Linked DNA regions of Rattus norvegicus: region 2 is linked to region 1. A link is a contact called in public Hi-C data. All regions are on one chromosome and are shown on one strand. Each heading gives the region's core, a stretch centred on a gene start, on an enhancer-like site or on the middle of the called end of the contact. The rest is flanking DNA. Distances are from core to core; before and after follow the strand shown.

What was found. A called contact is a pair of places that touch in the nucleus more often than the background predicts.
Region 2: a contact with region 1 is called in a Hi-C map of Schwann cells, with 2.6 times the contacts expected there. The contact joins the enhancer-like site here to the promoter of Atad1 in region 1. A contact is called at or near these places in 2 of 12 Hi-C or Micro-C datasets (Schwann cells and kidney).

What each region holds. Positions count from the first base shown.
Region 1 is chr1:239,999,847-240,006,208 of GRCr8, reverse strand. It overlaps Atad1 (ATPase family, AAA domain containing 1), which reads left to right and starts at 4,252. Exons shown (of 10, transcript NM_001035002.1): 1 at 4,252-4,279.
Region 2 is chr1:240,360,031-240,365,812 of GRCr8, reverse strand. No RefSeq gene overlaps it. Among named protein-coding and RNA genes, the nearest start is that of Pten, 320 kb to the right of the region's middle. Within about 2 kb of position 3,177, at least 3 of the 93 cell types and tissues checked have an H3K27ac peak or open chromatin away from gene starts, as enhancers often do. A contact at or near this core is called in Schwann cells, where this site is marked.

The DNA of each region.
Region 1 (6,362 bases), core at 3,003-5,502:
ACCAGAAGGTATTCTGCAAACTTCCAAGGGAGAAGCCAGGCAGTGGTGGCACAGGGCTTTAATCCCAGCACTTGAGAGGCAGAGGTAGGAGGATCTCTGTAAATTGGAAACCAGATTGGTCTACAGAGTGACTTCTAGGACAGCCAGGGCTACTCAGAGAAACCTTGTATGGAAAAACTTAAAATTTTAAAACAATAGAAAAAGTTCCAAGGGAAAGAAGCAACAGTCCTACCAAGCTGTGATGCCTATGAACCGCAAAACTCTTAGTACTCTTAGCGCAGTAACTTTTAGTACAGTAGTGATATCTATATCTTGGTGGCACCCAATCAAGTCTAATTGGACTTAAGGCCCCTCTACTGATTTGTTTTGAATTCTGGGAAGGAGCGTGTGTGGTTTGTAGAAAACCAGTAATTTGATATCTTTTAAAAAAAATTATTCTCTCGTACATTAAATCCTGACCGAAGTTTCCCCTCCTTCCACTCTTCCCAATCCCCTCTCCTCCAGATCCATTCTTCCTCCTCCTCACCCTCCTCTCCCTCCATTTCCCTTTAGAAAAGAGCAGGCCTACCAGTGATATCAACTAAACTTGGCTAACAAGTTACAATAAGACCAGGCACATCCCCTCATATCAAGATTGGATGAGGCAATCCAGTAGGAGGAAAGGGGTCGCAAGAGCAGATGAGTCAGATACCTCTCACCACCACGGTTAGGAGTACGGCAAGAACACCAGGCTGCACAAGTATAACATACGCAGAGGACCCAGCTCTGACCCATACGGGGTCCCTTATTTATCACTTCAGTCTCGCGGAGCCCCTCTGAGCCCTGCTTAGTTGATTCTGTGGGCCATGTTCTCTTGGTATCCCCTCTGTCTCCTATGATTCTTGCCCCATCCCTTTTGGGGGTTTCCCTGAGCTCTGCTTACTATTTACTGTGGGTCTCTACATCTCTCCCATCAGTTGCTGGATGAAGGGTTTCTGATGACAACTGGGTTAGTACCAATCTATGAATATAGCAGAATATTGTTAGACATCATCTCAGAGATGTGCTTTTGGTTTTCACTTCTCCCTTCCTTCCTTCCTTCCTTCCTTCCTTCCTTCCTTCCTTCCTTCCTTCCTTCCTTCCTTCCTTCCTTCCTTCCTTCCTTCCTTCCTTCCTTCCTTCCTTCCTTCCTTCCTTCCTTCCTTTTTTTTTCTTCTTTTTTTGCCAGTCGATTTTGGTTCTAGACTAGGTGTCTGGGCCTCTGGTTCCTGGCTATCCAGGCAGTTAGGCGTGGGCTCCCTCTTGTGGCGACTTGGCCACTCCTACATGTACTGCACCACCCTTGCCCTAGAACGTGTTTCAGAGTAGGGCACATTGTAAGTTGAACGTTTTGTGGCTGTGTTGGTGTCTCAGTACTACTACCAGAAGCCTTACCTGGTTACGGGAGATGGCTTGTTCAGGCTCTGTGTCCCCCATTACTAGGAGTTTTCGCTAGGATAACTCTGGTAGATTCCAGAGAGTTTCCACTGCACTAGGTTCCCACATCACTCCTCAAGTGCCCCCAAATTCCAGTTATCCCTCCCAGTAATCTCTCCCTCCCTCCCTCCCTCCCTGTTTGACCTTTTCTGTTCTCATCCTCCTCCTCCTCCCCCTCCCCCAGTCTGTTCACAGAATCTATTTTCCCTTTCCAGGGAGATGCATGGGACCTCACCCCTTTGATCCATGCTTATTACCTCGCTCCCTGGGCCTGTGGACTGTAGCCTGGTTATCTTTTACTATCAGCTAGTTTCTGTTATAAGTGAGTGCATGCCATGTGTGTCTTTCTGGGTCTGGGTTAGCTCACTCAAGAGGATTTTTTTTTTCTAGTTCCATCCATTTGCCTGCAAATCCCATGGTGTCATTTTTTTTTTTTCTTCTCTTTTCTTTTTTTCGGAGCTGGGGACCGAACCCAGGGCCTTGCGCTTGCTAGGCAAGCGCTCTACCACTGAGCTAAATCCCCAATCCCTTTTTTTTTTAAAAAGACAGCTGAGTGATACTCCATTGTGTAAATGTACTACATTTTCTTTTTCCATTCTAATGTTGAGAGACATCTAGTTTGTTTCCACTTTCTGGCTCTGATGAATACAGTTGCTATGGACACAGTTGAGCAGTTGTCCTTGTGGTAGGATGGAGCGTCCTTTGGGCAGTAATTTGATCTCTTAAGGCCTAGATGAAAGAAATCTCCTAAATTAAAACATTAGGTACAGCAGAGATAGGCAGACCACTGGAAAGGAAATAAGCATCAACATTTATTTTGATCATGTATACTGTCTTATGACTCTCTGCCCCCAAGTCTCCAAGCTTGGACCAGATGTATTATCACATATCTTTACTTAATAAACCCACTTTGTTTTAAGATTTATTTATTTTATGTGTATGAGTACACTGTTACTATCTTCAAGCATGGCAGCAAAAGAGGGCATCAGATCTCATCACAGATGGTTGTGAGCCACTGTGTAGTTGCTGGGAATTGAACTCAGGACCTCTGGAAGAGCAGACAGAGCTCTTAACCACTGAGCCATCTTTCCAGTTTCCCCGTTTTGTCTTAACTCCTTTTTATGTATTGTTGATGATGAGAGGAGGAGGAGGAGAATGCATAGTCAAGGATCTGACTTTATCTGGAGGTCCCAGCGACAGTGATGGCAATACTGTCAACTGACAGAACCGACAAGGTCTAGAATCACAGAGAAAAGTCCCTAGGCATACTTGAGAAGGAATCTCTGGACTAGGCTAATTGATAGACTCATTGTGAACTTGAGCAGACCAGATATTGGCCCAAACATAAGGGAGCCCCAAAGATTTACATTCATTTTGCTTGCCTTTTCATATGCTGGCGAGTTTCTAGTATTTCTGCCATTGTTAATATTGCTGTCTCTGGCATCTTTCACTGAAATCAGAATCCAGATTCTTACTCCTAAAGACTAGTAGTAGTGGTCTCCAGGCATCCTTAAAGCTTTTGGAGTCTTGTTGGACGGCTGAGGCATGTATCCTCCAGCACTGTGCAGCTACCAGAACAGCCATTGTTGGACCACTCAAGACTACGCTGTGTCAACCAACCTAAAATTAAAACAAAAACCCAAACTCCTTAATATCTATTCATTCTAGTGAACCCCAATACAGTCCTTTAACAAGGAACTTTCCAGGACCTGGCAGCACTGCTGGGCTGTCTCTCCCCACAGCTATTGACAAACATTGTTTACTAATATAATTGTCAGCAGAGGGAGGAAGCAGTGTGTTACTATGTGGTCCAGGATATAAAGCAATTCTCCTTGCTTAGCCATCCCAATGCTGGAAAAACAGGCATGGAATACTAAGCCCAGCTTGGCTGCAGAATTCCTTAGTCCTTAAAGATGATCCTGACAACAGAGCGAAACAAATTGCCTCCTCCAGGAATATAAAGAGGTCTTAAGAAATCTGTCTTATTCCTTCGTAGTCCCACTGCCTTTATCTGAAGCGATGATGTCCCTTTTGTTTAGAGGCAGTGTTTACTTATCTTGTTCCTTGGTAGTGTATATATTCAGAAGTGGCTGGCTTTTAGATATGGTTCCTTGGAATCTTGGTGTCACGTCCCTCACTTCGCAAGAGGAAGGGGTAAATGAAAAAAAAAAGCCATCAATATGCAAAACCTGTCACCAGATGCCCTATTCTGACCCAACTGCCAGACCTCTCTTGTCTGCCTGACTGCTCAAGCGTTCAGCAGTCTCTCAGGCACCACCTCCAGGTGTCATCAGTACAGAGATGGGGGAGGAGGGGTGAGCTCACCCTAGAAACCGAAAGGCAGATGGTGAGGCCATGCGCGTCTGCGCAGCAGCGTGAGGACTTGCAGCGGGTGGTGGAAGTTTATCAAACCAGGGAAGCATTTCTTTGCCTTCTGTAAAAGGCTTCTCTCTCTCTCAGGGTTGTGTACAGCTCCAGAGTAGCAAGGGATTTCATGTGTCAAGCGTCTTTCCCAGTTAGGTTTCTGAGTCTCTGAAGCTGAACTAAGAGCCCTTTGGAGAGCACTCTGTTCATCCTATCTACCTTTCTGAATGTATCGGCACAGCGGATACTAGATCGCTATTAGTGTAGGTTGGGGAAACTAGATCGCCCTGCACTGCGCCACCGTCTCGGTGCCTTAGACTGGCACACCGGCTCGGCAGGGACTGCGCATGCTCCGTGCGGGGGCGGGGCTCCAGCCCCCGGAAGCGTTCTCTCCCAGGCCGCATTTCTTTCCTGTGCGAGGCCGGGCTAATGCTTCTGTCGTCTCTGGTCTTACCTCTGGGTGAGTAGCGGGTTCCCGCGGGGCCGGGCCAGGTGCGTCCCCTATCCCTCCCGGTCCCCCAGGGCCTGGCGCTCACCTGGGGAGACCAGCCCGACAGTCACCTGCCCCCACGTTGGTCACATTTGAGCGCCGCCCGGATCCAGCGGATTAACCTCCAAGGGCGTCCGGGGCCTCGCCTTGGCGCCCGGCCCGGCGCAAGCCCTTAGGTCTCAGCGCTGGCGGGAGACTCCGGCCACTCACAAGGACATCTCTTGTAGGCGGCCTGGTCACTGGAGGATTGGGGGCCCTCAGGGCGACCTCAGGACCAGGCTTGTAAGAGGGCGGCTGGAAGGAGCCGGTCCGCTCGTGCCGGCCCTGCTCCTCCCTCTTTGTGCAGAGGCGGAGGTGTTTCTTCAGTGCTGGCCATGCTTTCACACAAGATGCTGATGTTAATAAGGACCTGCCCTCTACGCGAAGCCTGGCCTAATTCATTGTCACAGGCTGCGTCTTCAGGGCCTTGATAGGCACAGAGTTGGGACTTTGAGTTGAGAGACCATTTGTAGAACACTGCAGTGAACTTAGGAAATACTGCAGTATAAACGTTAGTAAGTTGCTCAGAGACAGGGTATCGACACCGAAACCAGAGTTTAAAGTGAAAAGATTTAAAATTATATTCGTTTAAAGGTGATTGTGAATTTCACTGGTCTTGTGGTGTTTCTTAGCTGTATGCAGCAATGCGTATATTTTGATAAAATAAGTGTTGATGCAAAATTGAAATACATTCTCTACACTTGCAGCTATTTCGCATCGTGGATATATCTATCATGCTTAGGTTTTATGAATGATAGATGGATATGTATATATATATCTCATCTGTGGAGACTGTATAAAGAAAGTATTTCCAGTCACTGCCTACAAAGCAGAATGTTTCAGTTTCATTTCAGGATTTTGAAGTCACTTAAGGATTTAGAGGAGCAGTAGTCTTTTGTTTTTATGTTTGAGTTTTGAGATACGGTTTCTCTGAGTAGCCCTGGCTGTCCTGGAACTCTGAAGACCAGGCTGGTCTCCAGCTTAGACATCTGCCTGCCTCTACCACCCAGGTGCCAAGATTAAAGGCGTCAGCCACCATCAGCCGACAGTTTTTCGAGTTCTTTATATATTGTGGACATTAATCCTCTGTCAGACAGTTGGTAAAGACATCCTCCCATTCTATGGGTTTCCTCTTTACTCAAATTTTAGCTGCTGCTACCACCACCAACCTCTGCCTAGACACGGAGTCAATTGTCTTAAATCTGCCTTGAGTCAATGTTAATACTGGACTAGGAAGACATAGAAGCAAGAGATTTGTCTGTTGGTGGTTTTTTCGATAGGATTAAAAAATTGTTACTGTTACCAGGTATGGTGACAAACAGCCTTAGTTCCAGCTCTTGGGAGGCAGGGACAGGCAGATCTCTTAGTTTGAGGACAGCCCCAGGTCTACAGAGTGAGTTCCAGGCCATCCAGGACTATGCAGAGAAACCTTATCTCTCCATAAGCAAAAATAAAAAATTGTTACTGTCTTCATGACTTTAAGGAACTATGCTTTAGGAATAACCCATAACCCTGATTTATCATTGTGATTCAGGGACTGCCCAGTAGATGGCATTTCAATGTGCCAGTTTAAATTCTTGGATTTTGGAGGCAGGAATGTTTTATGTACTTTAGATTAATCTTGAACCCATTGTAGCCCAGGTTAGCCTTGCTCCTTAACCTTGGACCTTCAGTCTTCCTTATAGTCTGCTGAGTGTTGAGATTGACAGGCTTGTGCCACTGAACACAGCTCTGACTGAAACCAGAAAACCCAAACTTTTTATTGGAATGTCATGACTTTTCAGATTATTAACAAAGCCCTTGCCCCATCTATTGGGTCATTATCAACTGTATTTGCAGTTTTATTGGGATATAGACAACAAAAGTAAAATTTTCAGGTCCTTTGAGAAGTTGATTACATGTGTCCTATTTCTGAGATCCATACAAATGGATAATACTACAGATACTTAGCCAGACTGAATTGTTAGATTAGGCGATTATAATTTGGTGGCTAAATCAGTTCCATTTTTTTTTG
Region 2 (5,782 bases), core at 1,928-4,427, 360 kb before region 1:
ATTTGGGATCACTTTTAACTTCTTTCACCAGTTTTCTCACTCAGCATAAGATTCCCATCATTTATGCAAAAGGATCTTTTTTATTTCTTTTCCCATTTGGGAGGCTGGTCTGTGGGTGGTGATGGGTTTTTCCTTGAATAGATCAGGGATGGGTGTTTGGGAAATGGCTTTACCGAATTTTTCAACAAGAGAGCTTGTATCTTAAGGTTTTCCTCATCAGAACCAATTAAACTGAGGGAGCAAGTAGAACTGTCCTGTTCTGTGACTTAGTCCATTCTTTAAATTCAAAAGTTCTGCACAGAACTCATGTCCACATGACACGAGGCCTCTGTGCTAAGGACAGGGGGGTACCTGGGTACAGCCATATGTAGATGTGGGGTGAGGCAGAGGACCACAGGTACCCAGGGATGACCCAGGTAATACAGAGCCTGCCCCAACTTGGCCTTGCTTTCTTGGGACAAACCTTTTCTTGGCTTCTGGTTCAGGCACCTATCCTGAAGGAAGGAAACTGGATAATAAGAATCACTGTATCCTTTGTGGCCTCACGACATTTGAAATGGAATAAATTCTGCCTGTGGTTGAGGTAGCAGGAAGATAAGGAAGAGAGCTAGACCCTGGGACCTAGCTGAGGCTTTTGAGAAGGAACCCTGCATGGTGTACAGGTTCAGGGAGAAGACAACCAGAGAGAATGGAGACACAGTCTGTGAACTTAGTGGAGGTGATAAATATCTTCATATAAACTTGAAGAATAACAGAGAGGCTCCAGAGACACCCGAATTGTGCAAACTCTTTGTTGCCCATCATAAGAGCCTATTGATGATGACACCATATTCTTTGGTTGCAAAACACATGGAAATTAGCTCTAAATTGACCAGAAAGTGTTCCATGTTGAATAGCTTTCATAATGCTAGAAGGGGTTACTTGGGGGAAAACATCAATATCTTATCCAGCACTAGACCCCATGTGCCACAAAACCGACCTGTCAGACAAGATATGGTCCACTAATACAAGAGTGTTTATGAGAGGTAATCAATCCCTATCTTGATTGGATTTAAGGTCTGTTCCACAGGAAGGAATTTATGCTTGTACTATAGACATGGCCAAAACCGAGGGAAGTCATGGGTTCTAAAGGAGACCTATTGGTATTTCTCTAAGTGGTCATAACTGTTAAACTCCCTTCTAAATATGCTTTTTATCTATGGATTTGTGCTGTCTCTGACCCAGTCAGAGAAGCTTCTTATTACAATTGATAGTGATTAGTGCAGAGACACGTGACGGTCCTAAGAATTGAGAATAAACCAGGATGAGTGTTCATCTGTAGACGGATAGCTACTTCAAGCCCCTTCCCCCAAGGCTCAACATCACACAAGAGGGGACAGAAGGCATGTAAGAGTCAGAGGGTAGGGAGAAATGCTGTGAAATTCTGTTCTCTAGACACATTAAGACTGTTGTACATGTGAACTCACAACAGCTAAAATTCCTGGCACGAGGTCTGTGTAAGGCCAGTTACTTTTTCTAGCAAGGATTGGGGAAGAGTTCTGGAGGAGCCAGGCTTGGCAAAGAACTATTGACAGTTGAGAACTTCTGGGTAGGCTCTTTTTTTTAGGAATGGAGCCACTGTTATGTTCCCCATACCCAAGGGAATTCAGGCAGCACTTCATTTGACTAAATTAAAATAAATAAACAAATAAATACATATAAGACTAGAATGTGAAGTTGGGAGAGAGATGTGATAGGCACTCCTGGGGGTGGGGCAGTTGGGGGCAGCTGTAGAGTGATCAGGTTATATTGCACATGCATATGAGCTCTTCAAAGAATCCATACAACTACACATTTTTTAAATTCGAAGATGGGGGAGTTGTCTCCGTTCGTAAAGTTCTTGTCATGTAAGCCTGAGAATATGGGTTTGACCCGTGTACGGTGTAAAAGCTGGGTGTAGCCCAGGACTGTAATCTCAGTATTGGGGAGCGGGAGACAGGAAGATCCCGAATGCCCACCGTACAGGCGGGCAGTCTAGCTGAAGGTGAGCTCCAGGTTCAACAAGAGCCCGACTCAAAAAGTAAGATGAAGAGTATTTGGGGAAGGTACCCAACATCATGGCCCACATCAGCCAGACCCGAAAGCAACAATGTCTCGTTTAATGCACAATGTAGGTTAGGAATTTTGAAAGGATTTAGCTGGGTGATTTATCTTCAAGTCTTTTAGGTATTAGCTCAGCAGCTGGGTCTAGAGGGTCCACTTTTGCGAGTAGAGGATCCCTCCTTCCCTTAACACATTTGCTGAATTCTTTCTCCCGTCCCCTTCCCCCTTCCCCCTTCTTTTTCCCTTGCACGCGCGCACGCGCGCGCGCACACACGCACAGAGAGAGAGAGAGAGAGAGAGAGAGAGAGAGAGAGAGAGAGAGAGAGAGAGAGAGAGTACAATCCCTGGTATGGCTCCTTTTCCTCACAGCACTGCCACCCGAAGGTAATCAGCCTTCTAACATGGAGGTCAGTGTCCCCCTGAATCAAGACAGAAGGAAGCTGCGCATGCTCGCACACTCAGAGCCGGTATAGCATCGCTTTCACCGTGTGTTCTCTGGGTCAAATTATAACAGACCAACCCAGATTCAAAAGAAGAACTAGGAACCCGCTGTTTTGGAGTAAGGGTGTCAGAATTCCACAGGCATTTTTAATCGGGCACAGCTACCCTTCATGCAGAAGATGACGTTGTTGTTGTTGTTGTTGTTGTTGTTGTTGTTGTTGTTGTTGTTGTTGTCTCTCTAGCCCCTTAAATGTATCAATGACCATGACTTCTTTAATACTGGGCCGTTGTTGGGTTTTCCCCTGAAATTTTGAGGATTCGGCCACCTTACGTGGACCACACTTGGGATATCCAACTTGGCGTTTCGTGCACTCAGACCGGAAGTGGATTCCTAAGGCTGGTCCTGGTAATGAAGACACTGTAAATAGAACACAGGCTGTTTTCAAAGAGAAATCGACGGCAGGGAAAGAACAACAACGACGATGACAAAAAGACTCATTTTAATGTAATTGATTTTATCTCTGAAAAGGCCCAGTCCTTCCTGTTTCAGAGCGCAGTGGTCCTGGCAAAGCTGAGTGGTCAATAACTCAGTCTACAAAGCATTGTCCCATCAGTCTCTTCAGGGGGCTGAGAGATAAGTTCATTGTTCAACGCTCTGCTTATGGTACCCAGCATGACCCAGATGCCACCCTTGGAGTCCACACACAAACGCGTCTTTGTTGCCCCGAGTGTAGCAAATTCTTTACCATGAATAATTTACTACAACAAATGCTCCCTTTAGTTCTTTTTCTGTTGTTGAGAGTATTTTAGCTCCCCAGAGAAAAGAAGTCGGTACTCAGTAGGAATTAAATGCTGGAAAGTCTCCTTAAACACGGAGGCAGACAAGAGATGGAATGGCACGATTTTTCCACCAGGACCACGAGAGAAATAAGTGAATAGGTTTGGGACCCAGACACAAAGCACCCCGTTGTAAGAAGGCAGCAGGGCAGAGGCATGAGAGAATCGGGGACAGGAGTCATTCTGCCTGGGTTTGTATACAGGGTCCATCACTTGAACCAGTAAAACGATTCTCATAAGTGACGGGCTGGCTGTGACTGGAAACAGTTGTCCTATGGGTCTGCTGCCTGGAAGGTTAAATACCATAGCCTGGTATACTTCTTAGCATCCGGGAAGCATCTAATTCCAACATACCTGCCATTCTTATTACTATTATGTGCCACACAGGGGCTCACAATCTTCTTTGAATATACAAGGAAAATATAGTCTTACTTTGTCCATTACTGGTGGAACAGACCCCAGTTTTCTATTACCAGACTGGGAGCTGGGAAAGGGAAAATTTTAGATGGGCCAGTTTACAGTTCCTCAACACTGTCCTCTCATCTTGAATGTTTTTTTTTTTTCTGCATCCTTTCATCTTGTTTGGGTCGTTTAGAGTTCCCAACGTTTCTCACAAGTGAGGTAGAAGTCAAATGTAAGAACCAGGACACCCTGTGCCTTCAGCAGGGTCCTCTGGCCTGACAGAGACTTCACTGACGTCTGTGAGTCTTGGCATCCGCTTACAGATCCTGCAGTGTTACCGCTCTCTGACCTCCATCCCTGTCCACGTCCAGCTCCTCTGCTCGCCACCATCATGGCATACTGTCATTTTGTGATTTTCTGCTTGCCAAGTGAAAGCCCTGAAAGAGATAGGAGGCCTCTCTCACTGATAGTACCGTTCACTGTGGATCCACATTGGGCCAAATGCTATCCGTCTCACCAGATGCTGGTTCCTATGAGAAGGAAGGGAGCATAGCTTTGCTGCTAGGAGATATTTGACTTTCTGGAGACATTTATTTTAACAGCGGGGGTATAGTCCCAGCCTGAGAAGTGACTTAACATCTTACAAGGGACAGGGCAGCTGACAAGCCCTGTGAAGTAGAGTGTATTACAACAGCGCCAGGCTTGAAAACTGCTGATGATATGAGCCCTCGGTTCCTCAAGCCTACCCTGAGGGCGACAGACCACTCACCGGACTCAATATTCTCTTAAGACCTTGAAGTGTTTCCAACATGTAAGAATTCATCCCTCTCCTGCTAACTGAGGTTCTACCCTGAGACTGGAGAAAAAAGGCCTAAAAGGACAGAGTGTGCATGTCTCTCTGCCTCCCTCTTTACTGAGATAGAAACACTGGGCTTTTCCAGCCTTTATGTCAGAGCTTTCCCAGGCATCATTTCTGCCTACTCTTTGCAGAGGTGTCATTTGCCCCAGGGCAGACGCAGTGGGTGAGTATCAGGGAAGAGGCTGACATCACCAAGGAGAGGTAAACTGAGAAATGCTTTAGAAACGCCTTTTATGCTTTTTATTAATATTAAAAAATGTATTATGTAACTAGGCATTTTCCTTGTGTCTGACATGAGACACGATAAAATCTGCATCAAATGGAGATACACCATAAAGAATTTATTGCGGTCGCAAATATAAATATGGGAACAACCCACATCGTTTGGGTTCTTTTTCTCCAGGTGGCTGACCTTGTGTCACTGGGCAGTTCTCGGAAGAAGCTTCATTCCTGAGCTAAATTCTTGCTCCCCCCCAATCCCAATGTAAAGCTAGGAGCACTTTCTCAGCTTCCGGCCATCCATAGGTTGGAGGTTGCACCGACTGCTCAGAACCTGAAAGCTACACCTACAGTAAGTGAGGATAGTAGAGAGCTCTGTGCTCCCCAGTAGAGCACAGGCCTAGGGAGACATTTGCTGGAAGTACTTCACCAGTCAGTTACGTCATCTCTCTGAGCTTCTGTTTTCTGACCTGTAAAGTGGACTTGGTGATCACATCAACCAGATAGTATGACTCGATTACGTGGGTTACCTTAACACAATGTCAGACTTGATGCTTTGGACAGCAGCAGTTTATTTTCTCATCATCCTGGGATCTGGGCACCCATGACCAAGGTGCTTGTAGGATGACTTTTTGGTGATGGTTCCTTCCTTGGCTTGTAGAAGGCCAGGCCCTTGTTATACCATAAATGGATTTTCCATTGTGCGATCTCAAGAGAGAGAGAGAAAGAGGGGGGGAAAGGAGAGATGGGGAGAGAGAGGGGGAGAGAGAAAGAGGAGAGAAAGGATGGAGGGGTAGAGAGAGAGGAAAGAAGGGAGAGAGGAGAGAAAGAGAGGAGAGAAGGGAGAGAGGAAAGAGAGAAAGGAGAAGGGGAGAGAGAGGAGAGAGAGGAGAGAGGAAGAGAGAAAGGAGAGGAGGAGAGGGGAGAGAGAGGAGAGAAATG